Regions from separate parts of the Sus scrofa genome. Here region 1 is linked to region 2. Evidence: chromatin contacts called from public Hi-C data. All regions are on one chromosome and are shown on one strand. Each heading gives the region's core, a stretch centred on a gene start, on an enhancer-like site or on the middle of the called end of the contact. The rest is flanking DNA. Distances are from core to core; before and after follow the strand shown.

Region 1 (4,438 bases), core at 1,256-3,755, 590 kb before region 2:
GTTAAGTAAAAAACTGGAATTGGTTAGACTTTTTTAATATCTTCCTAACAGAGGTGCTTTTTGCTGATACAAATGTTGGTTGCAGAACAGAAGCAAAGGAAGCATAGAGGAATTCTATTTTTGCTATTATATCCTCAGTGGCTAGCAGAGAGTACAGCACAGAGTGGGCATTTCACTTTTGAATGAATGAAAGTTAACTATTCTGTTTTCAGTTCAGTGATTAAGTACACAGTGGAAGTCAATGCGAACTTCTGTAGCATGGGTTTTCTTTTTTTTTTTTTTTTTTTTTCTTTTTTGTCTTTTTGCTATTTCTTGGGCAGCTCCCGCGGCATATGGAGGTTCCCAGGCTAGGGATTGAATCAGAGCTGTAGCCACCGGCCTACTTCAGAGCCACAGCAACACGGGATCCGAGCCGCGTCTGCAACCTACACCACAGCTCACGGCAACGCCGGATCGTTAACCCACTGAGCAAGGTCAGGGACCGAACCCGCAACCTCATGGTTCCTAGTCGGATTCATTAACCACTGCGCCATGACAGGAACTCCTGTAGCATGGGTTTTCTAAACCAGAACTAAAATATAATACTGACAAAACATGAACAGAATTACGTCTATGATTGCTTAGGATCCATTCTTTATTTATTCAAATTAACTAGTATTAGATATCATTAATAGCCTAAGGTGACATTTAAATGATAATACTAAATTATCAATTAGGCAAGCATCGTGTCATTAAACTGCAGGGATCTGATTAGTATAATCCAAGAAAATATAAAATTTGAAGCCACTGATTTCATACTTACTCAATTTGAGCATCACTGGCTACAAGCAGGCTGAGGCACTCCATGCTTCCAACTTTTGCTGCCTTGTGTAGTGGAGCTTCTCCAAAAACATCCTTACAAATAAGACAGCACATTTTAGTCTCTCCCCAAAACGCTTGCTTGTGGAAGTTGCTGGGTAAAGTCTATTGTTTGAGGAAGCCAGTTAGAACTGTATTGTTCTGGACTGAATTTTTTAATTTTTTTTTTAAATAAAGTTCACTTGGTACCCTAATAAATAGAGTTGTCATTAATAAAAACATGTGCAGCCACAGCTACATTCATTAAATTTTAAGTGAATAACAGCGAAATCGAAATCTATAAAAGTAAAAATTACAATTTAAAATTCACCATGCTTTAATATTCAGTGGAAGATGCAAACTACCTTCAGTTCTGTAAGAAATTATATTGTTTATGAGCATGAGTCACAAGTATGTCAGTAGCTACCCTGAGACTTCATTTGGTAATGGAGCAATTGTTCCTTTGGAAATGAATCGTAGACCTTCGAAATGCTGTCCGGTATATTAACCAGCAGCCCAACATATGGCTAATGAGCACCTGAAATGTGGCTAGTCTGAATTGAAATGTGCTATAAATGTAAAATACACACCGGATTGAGAAGACACATCAAAAGAAAATGTAAAATACTTAACAGTAATGTTTTATATTGATTACATATTAGAATGATATTTTGGATTAATTAGGTTAAATTACTAAGACTAATTACAAGTTTCGTTTTACTTCATTAATATGGCGACTAGAAAATTTTAAGTTACCTATGTGTCTCACTTATTTCTATTGGACATCGCTGAGACGGTCAAGTTCATGAAAGTGAAACCACTAAATATCCTGGTGCCTAAGAATTGTTTGAGGGGATTTGGGGTGGAGGGGAGGGTTGCACACAACAATCAGTTACCTAGTTACCTGTTGGTTGAGGTCAGCGCCAGTCTGCAGTTGCCAAAGAAGAAAGCAAGAAAGGCCGCCACCTGCAGCCAGGTGGACAGGCGACTGCTCACAGGGATCCGGAGGTGCGTTGACGGAGGCCCCCGTCTCTAGCAGTTGCTTCAGAATATCTACCTGCGAGAAGAGAACAGCTCCAGCACCATTCTTGCCTTTGTCCAGGCTCACGCCCTCCCAAAATTGAACATCCTCCCCCCTGCAAAAATTTTCCAGCTCTGAAGACACAGGGTCCATTGATCCACCATTACCTTAGCTAGCGCTCCCAAGAAGTCAGACCTCCGGAAGCTTAAACCTGCAGGACAAAAGCGGCCTGAGTCTCACCTCTGGGTTGCTATCAAGCAACTGCATTTCCCGCCTAAAGTAGTGGACTGGAGTCCTTGGGAGAGCAAAACGGTGGGGCACTCGTTGCAAACAGGTAAGAGTGCACAAGCTGCCTAAGAGCAGGAGAATTTAAAGATCGCCAGGGCCAGCGGGCCAGCCCCTCCCCGCCGCGCCCCAACTCTGGTTGAGCCCTAGCTGCCCAACCCTTGGCTTCCGGGCCTTTCTCCGCCCAGCTGCAGCCGCACGTACACAAAACACTGGCACGTGCAACCGGGAAGCCAGAGAGGCTGGCGGGGAGGAAGGAGGCGGAGGCAGCGCGGATCCGCCAGACGATTGGCCAGCGGTGGAGCTGTTAGGTCCGCCCACCCTGAGGCGGGGCCCTGGGCCGCTCCCCCGGAGTCCCGGTGCGCGTGCGCGGTGAGCGACGGCAGTCTGCGCGGCTGGAATGCAGCGCCCGCCATGAGGCGTGCGGAGTCCCCACGTCGGACGCGGTAGTTCCCAGCTCTAGTGCTTTTGGGGAAACGGGAGTCGCGGGCGGAGGTTTTGGTTTCTGCTGGCACGCACGTAACCAGGAAACGAGGGAGCTACGAGGCGCTCCGTGGCAATACCACCTTTGGAAGCTACCACGCGTGGGGCTGACGCCTTGGCCGCAGCCTCCAATTCTTTAGCTGCACGTTCAGAGTTGCCCGAGGCTTCGCTCTGTCCCCTGGGCCCTGGACACTTGGGGAAGAAAGCGGGATCTGGGGGTTTGGGGGTAGGTGGAGGGGCGACTGCCTCTTGGCTGCTCTGGGGGAAAGCTGGGTTGGGGGAAAGGCTCTCCTGGAGCTCTTTATACTGTTTAGCTGGAGTCATTCCTTTTTGTAAAACTTTAGAAAAAGACTTCCTCACTTCAGACTGTAGCCAGTGACTCGCACATCTAATCTCTGAACTCTTTCCTCAGCACTTTTTTTTCCCCAGATTAATCCTGCTAAAAGCTACAGCTGCAGCCATATATTTATTTTCCCTAACATCTTCAGTGATCTCCTTCTATCTACTGACATCTTTGAAAGCAGGAGTGAAAAATAATTTATTGCTATACTTTTAGAGGACAAGCTTGTTCTCTGAGATCGGTGTCCTTTTAGTTCCAATTGTTGGTTATAGTTTATTGTATATTTTGTAAGAGCCATAAAGTAATTTGGTAGTAATTCATAGTACTGAACTATGCACTGGTCCAAGGTGTCGACTGAGAAAAATGCACAACGTGGGAGTTGTGGGTTCAGTTTTTTATTCAAGACTTTACTGAGGACTCTAGCCCCGGAGACAGCCTTCAAATAGCTCTGAGGAACTGTTCCTAAGAGGTGGTTAGGAGACTAGTTTACATGTGATTTTTTTTGTTAGGAAATCCATGCAGTTAACATGTATCTTGGTAAAAGATCACTGCTAGTCACAGAGAACAAATAGCTCAGCTTAATGATTGTAGTGTTTTTCTATGCATGGGAAGGTGCAAAAGCAGAGTTTGTTAAAATTCTTGGTGAAATGTGTCTAACTGCCTGAAGGCTTGTTTGTCCAAAGCACAGAGCATCCCTTTATCACCTTTAATTTCCTCTGTCTGAAGCAGAGTGCCCATCATGGCATCATCTTAATCTCTCTGAGGCATCAATTGCACTGTTGGCCCATGGCTGCAGCAGGTTAATCTTGAAGACTTGGATGGTGAGCAAATTGCTCTTTGCTCTTTTGTTTCCAAGGGGTAGTTTTAAACATTTATACGCATACTTGAACATAAACATGTATATTTGTGTTCAAACATATTATAGAATCATGCTTGTGTTCTGTTTTTTATGTTTAAACTAGTCACAATACCTTGTTTATATTTAAAGAATGTGAGAGATATATGAGAATACCTGTCCATGTTGCCAATTTTCCTTTTCTCGTGTTTTTCAATTCGATAAGCACTATTTTTCAAAGCATATATTAAGCTTCAGGTTTACACAGATGTTCATTATCAGGAATTCCTAACTAATAGAATTATTATGAGAGCGTTCCTAGAGTTCTGGACATAGGTATTGCAGTTAACATATGCAATGGGATATTTGTGTGATGCTACACATCCATATTGCATCCTTTTTCTTGAAAACAAGATTCTGTTCAGCATGCATTGAATCTTGTAACTATTGTTAGCTGCCTATTACGTATGTAATTTTCACGAGGAAAGAGAATTTTGTGAGTAGTTGTTAAAGCTTTTGCCCCTTTAATCACTGCACACCTGTCCATTGCTCATAATGTTTCAAAAACATTCTTTATATGTCAGCTAAGTATCTGGTTTACTCTTAGAAATGGGCCTAAAAGCTTTCTAGAAACTAA
Region 2 (4,595 bases), core at 579-3,078:
CACGAGACAACTCCCCTGACACTCTTAAGGGTGACAATTTTCTGAGATTCCAGGAACACTATTTCTACATTCAGTGGGGAAGTACCTTCAATACCTCAAAGGCAATTTACTCTTCTCTGGCAATTGCCCTAGTGATTCATAGGTGGGGTGAGCAGGTATTTTTCTGAAAAGGAATCAGGATGGACCTATAACCAAGGAGAATATGATCAACTTAAGAGAAATGCAATCAAAAACACAATAAGATACCATTTAACTTGCTAGTTAGGTAAAACATTTAAAGTATTGAAAATTCTAAGTATTGACAAGTATATGTAACCAGGAAGATTTTATTAATTGCTTATAAAACAATGTGTAAATATTGGCATTCTCACATAGCTGAAAATGTCTCTATCCCATGAGACAATAATAGCTCTGCTGCGTCTATCCCTGTCTCGTAGCTGTGTACCCTGCAGGACACTTACAGGGACGTTTAGCTGGGCATCATTGGTAACAGCAGAAAGACTGAAAACAACTGATCTATCCATACATAGAAGAATGAATAAAGAAAATGTGATATATTTACTTAATGCATTACAAAAATGAATGCATGAGAGCTACATGCATCACTGTGAATAAACCTAAAATTTATATCTTTGAGTAAGAGCACTTGCACAATACATCCAAATATTATTTGTATAAAGTTTAAAAATATACAATAAATAACATTTTAGGAATATAGCAAGGTAGAAAAACATGGGAATGAGAAACGCAACATTGGAAGTGTGGTTATCCTTGGAAGAAATGATAAATAAATATATATATATGTATTACTTTGTAATTATGTAATTAAGTAAATATATATGTGTGTGTGTGTGTGTGTGTGTGTGTGTGTGTGTGTGTGTGTATAGTCTATTTAGGGCTGCACGCATGGCATATGGCGGTTCCCAGGCTAGGGGTCCAATCAGAGTTATAGCCACTAGCCGATGCCACAGCCACAGCAATGCCAGATCCAAGCTATGTCGCCACCTACACCAAAGCTCACTGGCAATGCCAGATTCCTAACCCACTGAATGAGGCCAGGGAGCAAACCTTTGTCCTCATGGATACTAGTCAGATTCATTTCCACTGAGCCACGACAGGAACTCCAGGAATGATAAATATTAATTTCCTATCCAGTGGTGACCATCTGTGTGCTCCATTTTATCTTTGTATATGCTATATTATGTGCATGAACTCTAATAATTTTTATTGTGGTGATATATACGTAACATATAGTTTAGCATTTTAGCCACTTTCAACTGTACCATTTAGTGGCACTACTTAAGAATATTCACATGGCTATGCAACCATCCACCATTAGCCACTTCTAGAACTCTTTCATCATCCTAAACTGTGCTTTTTGATGTCTTGATTCAAGATATCATTGCTAGATCCAATGTCATAAAGCTTTTGCCCTATATTTTCTTCTAAGAGTTTTATAGTTTTAGCCCTTATAGTTAGGTCTTTGATCCATTTTGAGTGAGTTATTTTTTTTGGGGGGGTGATAGGGGTCCAAAATCATCTTTTGCAGGATAATGCATTTTTTAGAGAGAAAGTAAAGAATCAGAGAATATTAGCTCCAGAAAAGGCCCTCCCCACTTATGAGTGAAAAAACTGGGGTAGAAATAAAATAATAAGCCAAGATGACACAACTGATTACAGGCGTTGGCAGACTAAAAATCAAACCTTATTTCCAAATCTTTACTCTAGATAGCTGCGCAGGCGCTTAAGCACCCAGCGGTCCCACCCTGGGTTTGGATCCGCCCCTCACAGGCGGGCGCCCTCTCCAGTTCCGGCTCTGGCTCCTCCCCCTCCCGCCCCCAAGGGCGGGCCCTGGCGGCTCTGACTCTTTGGAACTTAGGAAAAAGGGCGAGGCACGTGGGTGAGAGGAAAAACCCGACAAATGTTTGGCGTATCATGCACTGTCAGCAACTGGTTTTAAAGCCTGGACTCCAAATCCGCTCTAGCGCAGTACCAGACCGGGTTTTTTCTAGCGCTCTAGGACGGGGAAGAGCCCTAGCCCGCCTGTGTGTAAGACCGGGCGCGGGGCGGGAGGCGTGCCCGCGTGCTCGGCCCCGATTGGCCGCTGGGAGCAGCGCGGGGTTTGGCGGGAGCTTCAGGAGCTGCGCGGGCGCAGGGAGCTGTGGGCCGTGATGGCCCAGCCGGGACGAGTAACGCGCTCAGGGTAGGTATTGAGGACCCTCGCGACGCAGGTTGGGGCCCACTTTATCTTCTTTCTCTTCCGCGGATCTTGGGCCTCTCGGAGCTGTTGGTGCTGCCTGGTTCTGGCACTGTGCTGTTTGTCCTAGCGATAAGTTTCCAGGTCTGTAAAAGGGGAGTAATAATAGTCACAATTTTCTAGGAATTACGGGGAAGCTTAGAGGAGTTACAGTTTATAACGGTGCCTGACGGGCAGGCGAGAACGCTGGCTAGTGTTAGCATCATTTTGGGTGAGTGTAGTCTAAAGTAGACAAAACATTTTAAAACGAACTGTCCAACAAATAACTTATGAGGGCGTACCACTCTACCACTTGCCAGACATCACATTCTAGTGGCTTTTACACTCTGGCTGGTAGTCAGTATTCTTATTTTCAAGACCTTGCTTGTTTTTATAACACAAACCACAGACCATAAAGTTGAACTACATCTCCGGCCGGCTGCTTGTGGTTCTTAAAGGAGCACTCCAGCCAGGATGGGGCAAGGTTTTTTGTTTTTAATCAAAAAGGGCATGCAATTTAAAATAGATTGCAAAACTGCTCTCTAAAATGTTATTCCCTCTGGATTTGTTGGCAAGTATCTTGCTGGTGGTGTCTGGTCCTGGCTGGAGGGGCCTTGGCTTGCTTTGATTAGTCTGCAAAGGAGTTCCACCTGGACCGTGGGAAGGCTTCCCGGAGAAGGTGCATTTGTAGATGTGGGGTGATGGTAGAGGCAAGCCGACAGCATAGGGGAAAGGCTGGGGCAAGACAAAGCAGGGAGGTGGAGTAAACTGAGACTAGATTCCAGTGGCCAGTGGGGAAGAACCTAAGACGCCCACAGTGGGGAGGAGGACTGGGAAAAAATATTGGAGCCTTGAAACATCAGGTGACAAGAGTTAAACTTTATCTGCTAGGCCAGTGGGGGGGTGGTTCTCTCTCTCTGTACACAAACATATACACATACATGTAACATTTTTGCCTTTTGAGATTCATGAAATCTGTTCATCCTCCCCCCCCAAAATGAAAGTTTGACATATGTTATCAAGGAGATTTCCATCTTTTAGGAGTCTCTTCTTGCTCCTTGCCTAGGTGAGAAGGAAACTTGACCTGTGGATCTGAGCACAGATAAGGCAGGGGTCCTTAGAAAGAGTAGGTTAAGAAAGTATGTGATCGGTTTCTAGTCCCATTTCTGTCACTTGGCTGTGACCACTGACGTTACTTACCTTTCCAGGACCCCAGAATCATAGATGCCTTACACCAATACCTATTCTCCCTTCTTTGGGGTCTGAGATTCAAATAAAGCAGTGGTTTTCAAAGTGTGGTTCCCTGACCAGCTGCACTAGGAGCATGCTAGAAATGCAAAAGCGTAGAGGCCATCCCAGGTTTACTGAATCAGCTGCTGCTCTGGAGATGGGCTAAGTGGTCTGTTCTAACAAGCCCTCCAGGTGAGTCTGATGCCTGAAAGCTTGAGAACCAAACTTTTTCTGTTCTTACTGTAATTCACAGCAATGATGTTTACATCACAGTGAGTACACACACACACAGTACGTACACACACATAAAACAAGGGGTATATGAAATACTATGTTCAGTGCATGGTACTATTATATTTTATATTCTCTTCTTAAGATTTCGGAGTTCCCGTCGTGGCGCAGTGGTTAACGAATCTGACTAGGAACCATGAGGTTTTGGGTTTGATCCCTGGCCTTGCTCAGTGGGTTACGGATCTGGCGTTGACATGAGCTTTGGTGTAGGTCGCAGACGTGGCTCCGATTTGGTGTTGCTGTGGCTCTGGTGTAGGCCGGCGCTGCAGCTCCGACTGGACCCCTAGCATGGGAACCTCTATATGCCACAAGTGCAGCCCTAGAAAAGACAAAAAAGAAAGAAAATTTTCTTCTTGTTTTTTGGGGGTTTTATTTGTCCTTTTAGAAAATGCTGAGTGTGGGGGAAAGGTTAAAGGATGTGATGGGGCAGTTGATGAAACTTGGATATGATTAGATAATTATGTCAGTGACCTGAAAATTGTGCTGTGACTACACAAGATTTCAGCTCCCTAGGAAGGACACACTGCAGTATTCCCCATTTACCGAATACATACAGAAAGCAGATGAGGCAACATGTAAACAGTAGTGAAGTGGGGCAAAAGGTATACAGAAGGCTTAGACTATTGTCACAACTTTCCTGTAGGTTTGAAATGATATCAAAGTTACTCAAAGAAACACTGGTTCAGACACTAAACTGACTTTGCTACGCACTCTTGGGGGTATGCAGGGCATGTCTGAAGTCAGGTCTGTGTATGGGGACATCCCCGTTGCCCTCCCACCTCTCTTGGTGCACGGACAGTAGGATTTCCTGCTTATTTTCTGTTTCCTTTCTGGTTTG

The links. A called contact is a pair of places that touch in the nucleus more often than the background predicts.
Region 1: a contact with region 2 is called in a Hi-C map of liver, with 3 times the contacts expected there. The contact joins the promoter of LRP2BP here to the promoter of CENPU in region 2. A contact is called at or near these places in 3 of 47 Hi-C or Micro-C datasets (heart right ventricle, liver and skeletal muscle).

Annotation. Positions count from the first base shown.
Region 1 is chr15:46,443,723-46,448,160 of Sscrofa11.1, reverse strand. LRP2BP (LRP2 binding protein) reads left to right here and starts at 2,505. Exons shown (of 11, transcript NM_001243566.2): 1 at 2,505-2,571; 2 at 2,574-2,589. The coding sequence starts at 2,558. It overlaps ANKRD37 (ankyrin repeat domain-containing protein 37), which reads right to left and starts at 2,372. Exons shown (of 5, transcript XR_002339222.1): 1 at 2,026-2,372; 2 at 1,742-1,894; 3 at 803-894.
Region 2 is chr15:45,848,694-45,853,288 of Sscrofa11.1, reverse strand. CENPU (centromere protein U) reads left to right here and starts at 1,828. Exons shown (of 12, transcript XM_013984043.2): 1 at 1,828-2,203. The coding sequence starts at 2,172. PRIMPOL (DNA-directed primase/polymerase protein) reads right to left here. Exons shown (of 15, transcript XM_021076332.1): 15 at 2,237-2,343. The coding sequence ends at 2,324.